Regions from separate parts of the Hordeum vulgare genome. Here region 2 is linked to region 1. A link is a contact called in public Hi-C data. All regions are on one chromosome and are shown on one strand. The core of a region is the stretch at or near the end of the contact, and the rest is flanking DNA. Distances in the headings are between cores, read along the strand shown. Region 1 holds the start of LOC123444824 (protein ABHD11). Region 2 holds the start of LOC123444825.

Region 1 (2,777 bases), core at 117-2,616:
GAAGTCCTTGGGGAAGTATGAATATGAATAAAGAGGAAAAATAGTGGACAATGGAGTTTAGCTTTTATATACTTCCTCTAATGGAATTTGTATCTTTATTTTGTAAGAGAACATGAAAGGAAACCTTGAAAAGTAGAGGGTTTACAAGTCGTATCAACAGAGAACAGCAATCCTGCTTCATCAATTTCCTTAATTACTGTTTAGCAGACTTGTCAAATTTGCACAATCTGAAGAGGCTTGTCAAACTTGCGCAATCTGGATGGACTTCTGAAGCGCCATGAGGAGGCTCCTCATGATCCTGGGCTCCCCAGGCGGCTCCATGTCCTTCATAGCACCGTTCCTGGTTGCTCGGAACACAAACCCGGAGCCGTCGGTCGCTGGAGACACCAAGCAGTCGATGTAGGCCAGCAGCGAGGTCGCGCCGTCGTCGATCCCAATGAACCCTAGCCTGATCCCACCCTCCACCTTGTCCACCTGTTTGCACATGGAAAATTACAGTATCAGCTGAGGAAGAAATCTGAAGTATCAATTGAAACCATATCGTTGGCCCTGGGGTTGCCTTACCTTGATAGGCACTGGTAGTGGCAACATGGCGCCTTGGCATAGACTGTTTCCCCACTGCCAAGCAAACAGGTTCAACGTAAATATCAGTTCTACTTGGTGGGTGTATCGAATTGTGTATACACACCAACCAATTCACCCGAAGGCCTAAGCTGAGAGAGACAAGACCAGACATCATACTCCAAGTCCAAGGAATGCTTACTACTGACCTGAAAGAGCAGCCCCTCGAACCGAGCGACGTCGATGTTGGCGGGCAGCTTGACGGTGCCGAGGCTGACCCCATCATCGTCGGCCGGCACAATGCCGGCCTTCCCCGGCACGGCGCGCGGCGGCTTCACGGGCACCCTCGCCCTGAAACCGGGGAGCTTCTCGGCCTTGTGGAAGCACCTGGAGCTGTAAGCAGAGATGCCATGGCTGCTGGAAGCGTGCTTGGGAAGCGTCCCCGAGGAGCAGGAGGAAGTGATCCTGTGGACCAACAGCTGCCTTGCAGTCGCAGCCGCCATGTGTTTTCTCTTTCTGAGGAGGAGGGAGGGAGGCAGGAAGGACGGAGGTTCAGGCTTGAGAGAGTGCAATGGCAGGGCCGGTTAACGAGTGCACCCGATTAACCTGCGGGGATGAGAAATGAATGGACCAGCTGGTACCGCCTAGACGAGAATTTGGTTGGTCGGCCTCCTCCTGTCTCGTGGTTCAGTACTTCAGTGCACCACCGTATTTAGGCTTTGGTTAACAAGGTTGTCACCTCGGGACGTACAGCGAAGACAGTTTGGCCGAGTGGTCTAAGGCGCCAGATTTAGGCTCTGGTCCGAAAGGGCGTGGGTTCAAATCCCACAGCTGTCAACATTTTTCTTTCTTGTTTATAACTTTTTTTTTCGTTCTACTCTTCGGCTGGGCAGCCCCCCATAGCCGCGTCGCGCCTGGCGAGAAGCCCCGCGGAGCGATCGGCCATGGCGGCTTCCCTCCGAGCGTCGTCCTCCTCCTCCCTCCGCTCGAGCCTCCTCTCCTCCCCCGCCGCATGGTCTCCCTGGCGCCTGCTCCTCTCCTCCCCCGTCCACTCGGACGCCGCCCACCAGACCGAAACCCTCGCCTTCCACGAGATCCAGCTCTCCCCGGAGAAGCCGCCCACCGCCACCGCCTTCGTCCTCCACGGCCTCCTGGGCTCCGGCCGCAACTGGCGCACCTTCTCCCGCACCCTCGCCTCCCAGCTCCGCGACCGCTCCCCCTCCGACGGTAACTGCCGCCGAATACCCCTTTTATTAAATGCGTATGTCTCTCTCAACGTTTAGGTCTGCTACTGATCGTTGTAGTATTCATTGATTGAACCTTGGAGAATCCTCAATGTGCCCGGCATTTGGTGTAGTGTGCTTACATGTAGGGAGTTGTTCAGACTTCAGAGAGCTGAATTCTGTGGGTTGTTTTATATGAGTCCTGAATATTTTGGCGTGTGTGCCTGTAGAGTGGAAGATGGTTCTTGTGGATTTGAGGAACCATGGGAGCTCAGCCAGGATCAAAGGGCTGGGCCCACCCCATGATATGTCGAGTGCGGCCAGGGATCTCGCTGATTTGGTGAAGGCCCGGGGCTGGACATGGCCGGATGTCGTCGTGGGTCACTCCATGGGTGGAAAGGTCGCACTGGATTTTGCGGAGAGTTGCTCCCGTGGCGATTATGGAGAATCTGCTGCTCTTCCCAAACAGGTTCAGTGAGTTATTTCTAACCTTCACGTGGTTGGTTCTAACATATTTGTTCCTCTGTTTGCCAATTGTTTTATTATTTCTTCTGCATAAACTGTGTGATTTTTGCAACTTACAGTAGGTGCAGTGTGTACTTACTTATTTGCATAGGTATGAGGTGTTGATCTGGAAAATACTACTGTTACATATGAAAAAGGCGACACGCAGAAAACGAGAATCATGTAGTTCACTATATGTCACAAAGTAAAGTATGCTTTTGAGCTGTGTAATATGAGATTCTAATATAGCATTTCAGTACAACCTTTGGAGCATTTGTTGTGATTATGTTGTCAGAATGACAATTTATTGCTTCTTGTACTTGATAGTCGATTTCTTGGCATCATCTTTATCCCCCGATTATTTTGATTGGTCAGGCTTATTGAACATTACTAGGTCAAGGGGATAAATAATGTGTATCACTGTGTCATTTATTTCCTTTGATGCAGAACAGCTCTGGGTGCTTGATTCTGTCCCCGGAGAAGTAAAAA
Region 2 (2,813 bases), core at 40-2,539, 340 kb after region 1:
GCCCTTAAGTATAAATAAATAGTGCAGATTTCGTGGGAGATGAATTATGGTCATGATCACTCACATTGTTATCGTCCGCGTCGATGTCAACAGTGTCTTCTGTATGGATATCATCTTCTAGATTCACATTACTTGGTTCTCCCACAAGAACTAACGCCAACTCGTCTGGATTTTTTGAAGTGGTTGGGTTACTCGCCAAAAACTTACGAAGAAATCCTCTTTGTGAATCTACCAATTTTTAATCTGCTTTCCTCTTTTTTCTTTTGGCCGCACCTGATTCAGGCTTCATTACTAATTCTGAAAATAAATAAATCTGAATCAAAAATAGGGCATTAACTACCCAAAGATTTAAAAGGAATCACTAGAAGTAATTGCAGGTCCAGATCCATCAGGCATCAGTAAATTGCAAACTAGAACGAGAACTGATCTACGAATCAAACTAGAACGAGATCCATCAGAAGAACAGACGGCAGCTTATTCCGAGGGTTTACTTATTCCACTAGAACTCTTATCAACTAGACTATCGGAGCTTATTCCAAGATTGCATGCTAGGGCATATTGTAAGAACGATTGAACGAATCAAACTAGAACGAGATCCTCAGGAGAAGTGGAGAACAGACAGACTGACGGACATTACGGAAGAAGCAACCGGCGAGGGCCCTTCCGCGTGCCGGCGTGCGTGCCTGCGTGGCAATGAAGCCGACGTTCAGGGCCTGCCCGCAGCCCGCGTCGTAGTCTCGTACTCCTACAGATGAGAGTCGCGGCGTGCAGGGAGACGAGAGACAGGCCTGACGAGAGACTTTACAATACCTAGTACAGGCCTGACCTAGTATACGTATTATATATGCAGCGGGCCCCCAACAATTTTGGGCCCCGTGCGCCCGCCCCGCGGAACCAACCCCCCCCCCCCCCCCCCCCCCCCAGGGCCGGCCCTGACTCCAAGTTGAATTTTTTTTGGAATCTGATCTTTTTCTTATCGTCGGATCCTTTAACACGATATGACAATCTACCATCAAGGTCACTAGCGGTAGAAAAATGACCTACCATTGCAGCGGCTCGCGGTAGCATGTGTAACCCTATTATTAGGAAAATTACATTTTTTGAAATGTTTTGTTTATTTATTTAAAAATATCGAATGTTATAGTATCAACCGTCATGTCTAACCAGATGCAAGGTATCAAACAGATTCTTACATTAACTTGTATCAACACATACATCACTATCATACAACACTAATATATGGACTCAGCGTGTTTATAGTCAGCATGTATTAAAGGAAAACAATCATGCTAAGTTGGTGGGAATGCTAACCAACACACGCTAAATGTCGCGCCATTCCGCGCCAAGATACAGACACAACTGACGAAGCGCCACACCACCGGAGCATCGCGGAACCAAACTGGCAAACGCGCATGCCAACCCGCCGACCCGCCGTAGCAGCATGGACTCCAGGGCCGGCGCGGCGGCGTGGCGCTCCCGCGCTGTGTGCGGCACGGAGTACAGCTGGTGCCGCGCCGCTCCAGGCGGAACCGGTACCTCGGTCATCGCGCTCCGCCTCTCGCGTGGCGGCGCGGCGGCCGAAGCCGCGGTCCGCGCCCTCCAGAACGCTCACCCCGTTCTCAGGGCGCACCTCCGCGGCACCCCCTCCAGCCCCACGCTCGCCTTCCCGTCCTCCGCGCCGCAGCTTAGCCTCGCGCCCCAGCCATCCGTGCTCGACTTCCACTCCCTCCTCGAGCGCGAGATCAACCGCAACCCGTGGGCGGCCGCCGCGCCTGAGCCCGACGGTGCCCCGGTGCTCTTCGCCGCGCTTTACGAGCTCCCGCCCCCCGCGGGTGGCGCGGCGCTGTTCATCCTGATCCACACGGCCGTGTGTGACCGCGCGGCGTCCGAGGCGCTACTTAGCGAGCTCCTGGCGCTGCTTGGCGGCGCGGGTGTTGGCGACCCGGAGGTGAAGAGGGAGACAGCGGCGGTGGAGGCGGGGTTGGAGAAGAGGATACGCAAGAAGGACGCAAGAAAGCCGTTGTGGGTGCGTGGGGTGGACATGGTGGGCTACTCCATCGACGGGCTCCGCGCGTCCACGCTGCCGTTCGAGGAGACCGGCACGGCCAGGTCGACGAAGATGGTGCGCCTCCGGCTCGACCGTGAGGACACGACGCGGCTGCTCGATGTGAGTTTGCTTCCACTGGACACACGCGCACACACACATTGGTATGGTACTGCATCGTACAGATCACCGGTTGTTTTCACATGATCATGTAGGCGTGCGAGGAGAATGGAGTGAGGCTTTGCTCAGCCATGGCCGCGGCGACGATGCTAGCTGCACGGCAATCGAAGAACAGCGGCCAGCAAGAGACGTACTCTGTTGCAACCCTCATCAACTGCCGCGAGTTTCTTGAGCCACCTTTGAATGATCACAACGTTGGTGAGCCTTTGAAGCCAGTAAAATATAGTATATTTTTTCCAACCGGAAGCTTGAAGAATATATCTATTGTAATGTGTAGTCGGGGATAACATAAATTTTCAAGTGCAGCAGCTTGACACCGTTAATCGTTGCAGGGTTCTTCTACTCTGCTGTCATCAACACCCACAAGATAAATAGAGAGGGAGGGCTATGGGCACTGGCCAAGAGGTGCCATGATGCCTACAGCAACGCCAAGAACAACAAGAAGCACCTCACCGACATCCGCGACCTCAACTTCCTCATGTGTCGGGCCATCGAGAACCCGCAGCTGACTACGGCCTCCGCACTCCGGACATCGCTCGTCTCCGTGTTCGAGGAGCCGGCGACCTTCGACGTGTCTGGTCTGCAGAGC

What was found. Hi-C and Micro-C count contacts between places; a contact is called where the count stands out from the background.
Region 2: a Hi-C map of seedling shows a contact between it and region 1, with 6 times the contacts expected there. The contact joins the promoter of LOC123444825 here to the promoter of LOC123444824 in region 1. A contact is called at or near these places in 2 of 6 Hi-C or Micro-C datasets (leaf and seedling).

What each region holds. Positions count from the first base shown.
Region 1 is chr3H:540,393,692-540,396,468 of MorexV3_pseudomolecules_assembly, forward strand. It overlaps LOC123444824 (protein ABHD11), which reads left to right and starts at 1,367. Exons shown (of 5, transcript XM_045121677.1): 1 at 1,367-1,788; 2 at 2,015-2,253; 3 at 2,741-2,777. The coding sequence starts at 1,506. LOC123444823 reads right to left here and starts at 1,180. Exons shown (of 3, transcript XM_045121676.1): 1 at 771-1,180; 2 at 565-618; 3 at 57-474. The coding sequence starts at 1,064. The coding sequence ends at 241. TRNAL-UAG (a tRNA gene) reads left to right here and starts at 1,319; the gene lies at 1,319-1,398. It overlaps LOC123444822 (sorting nexin 1), which reads left to right. Exons shown (of 11, transcript XM_045121675.1): 11 at 1-67.
Region 2 is chr3H:540,733,267-540,736,079 of MorexV3_pseudomolecules_assembly, forward strand. LOC123444825 reads left to right here and starts at 1,290. Exons shown (of 3, transcript XM_045121678.1): 1 at 1,290-2,167; 2 at 2,260-2,422; 3 at 2,557-2,813. The coding sequence starts at 1,442.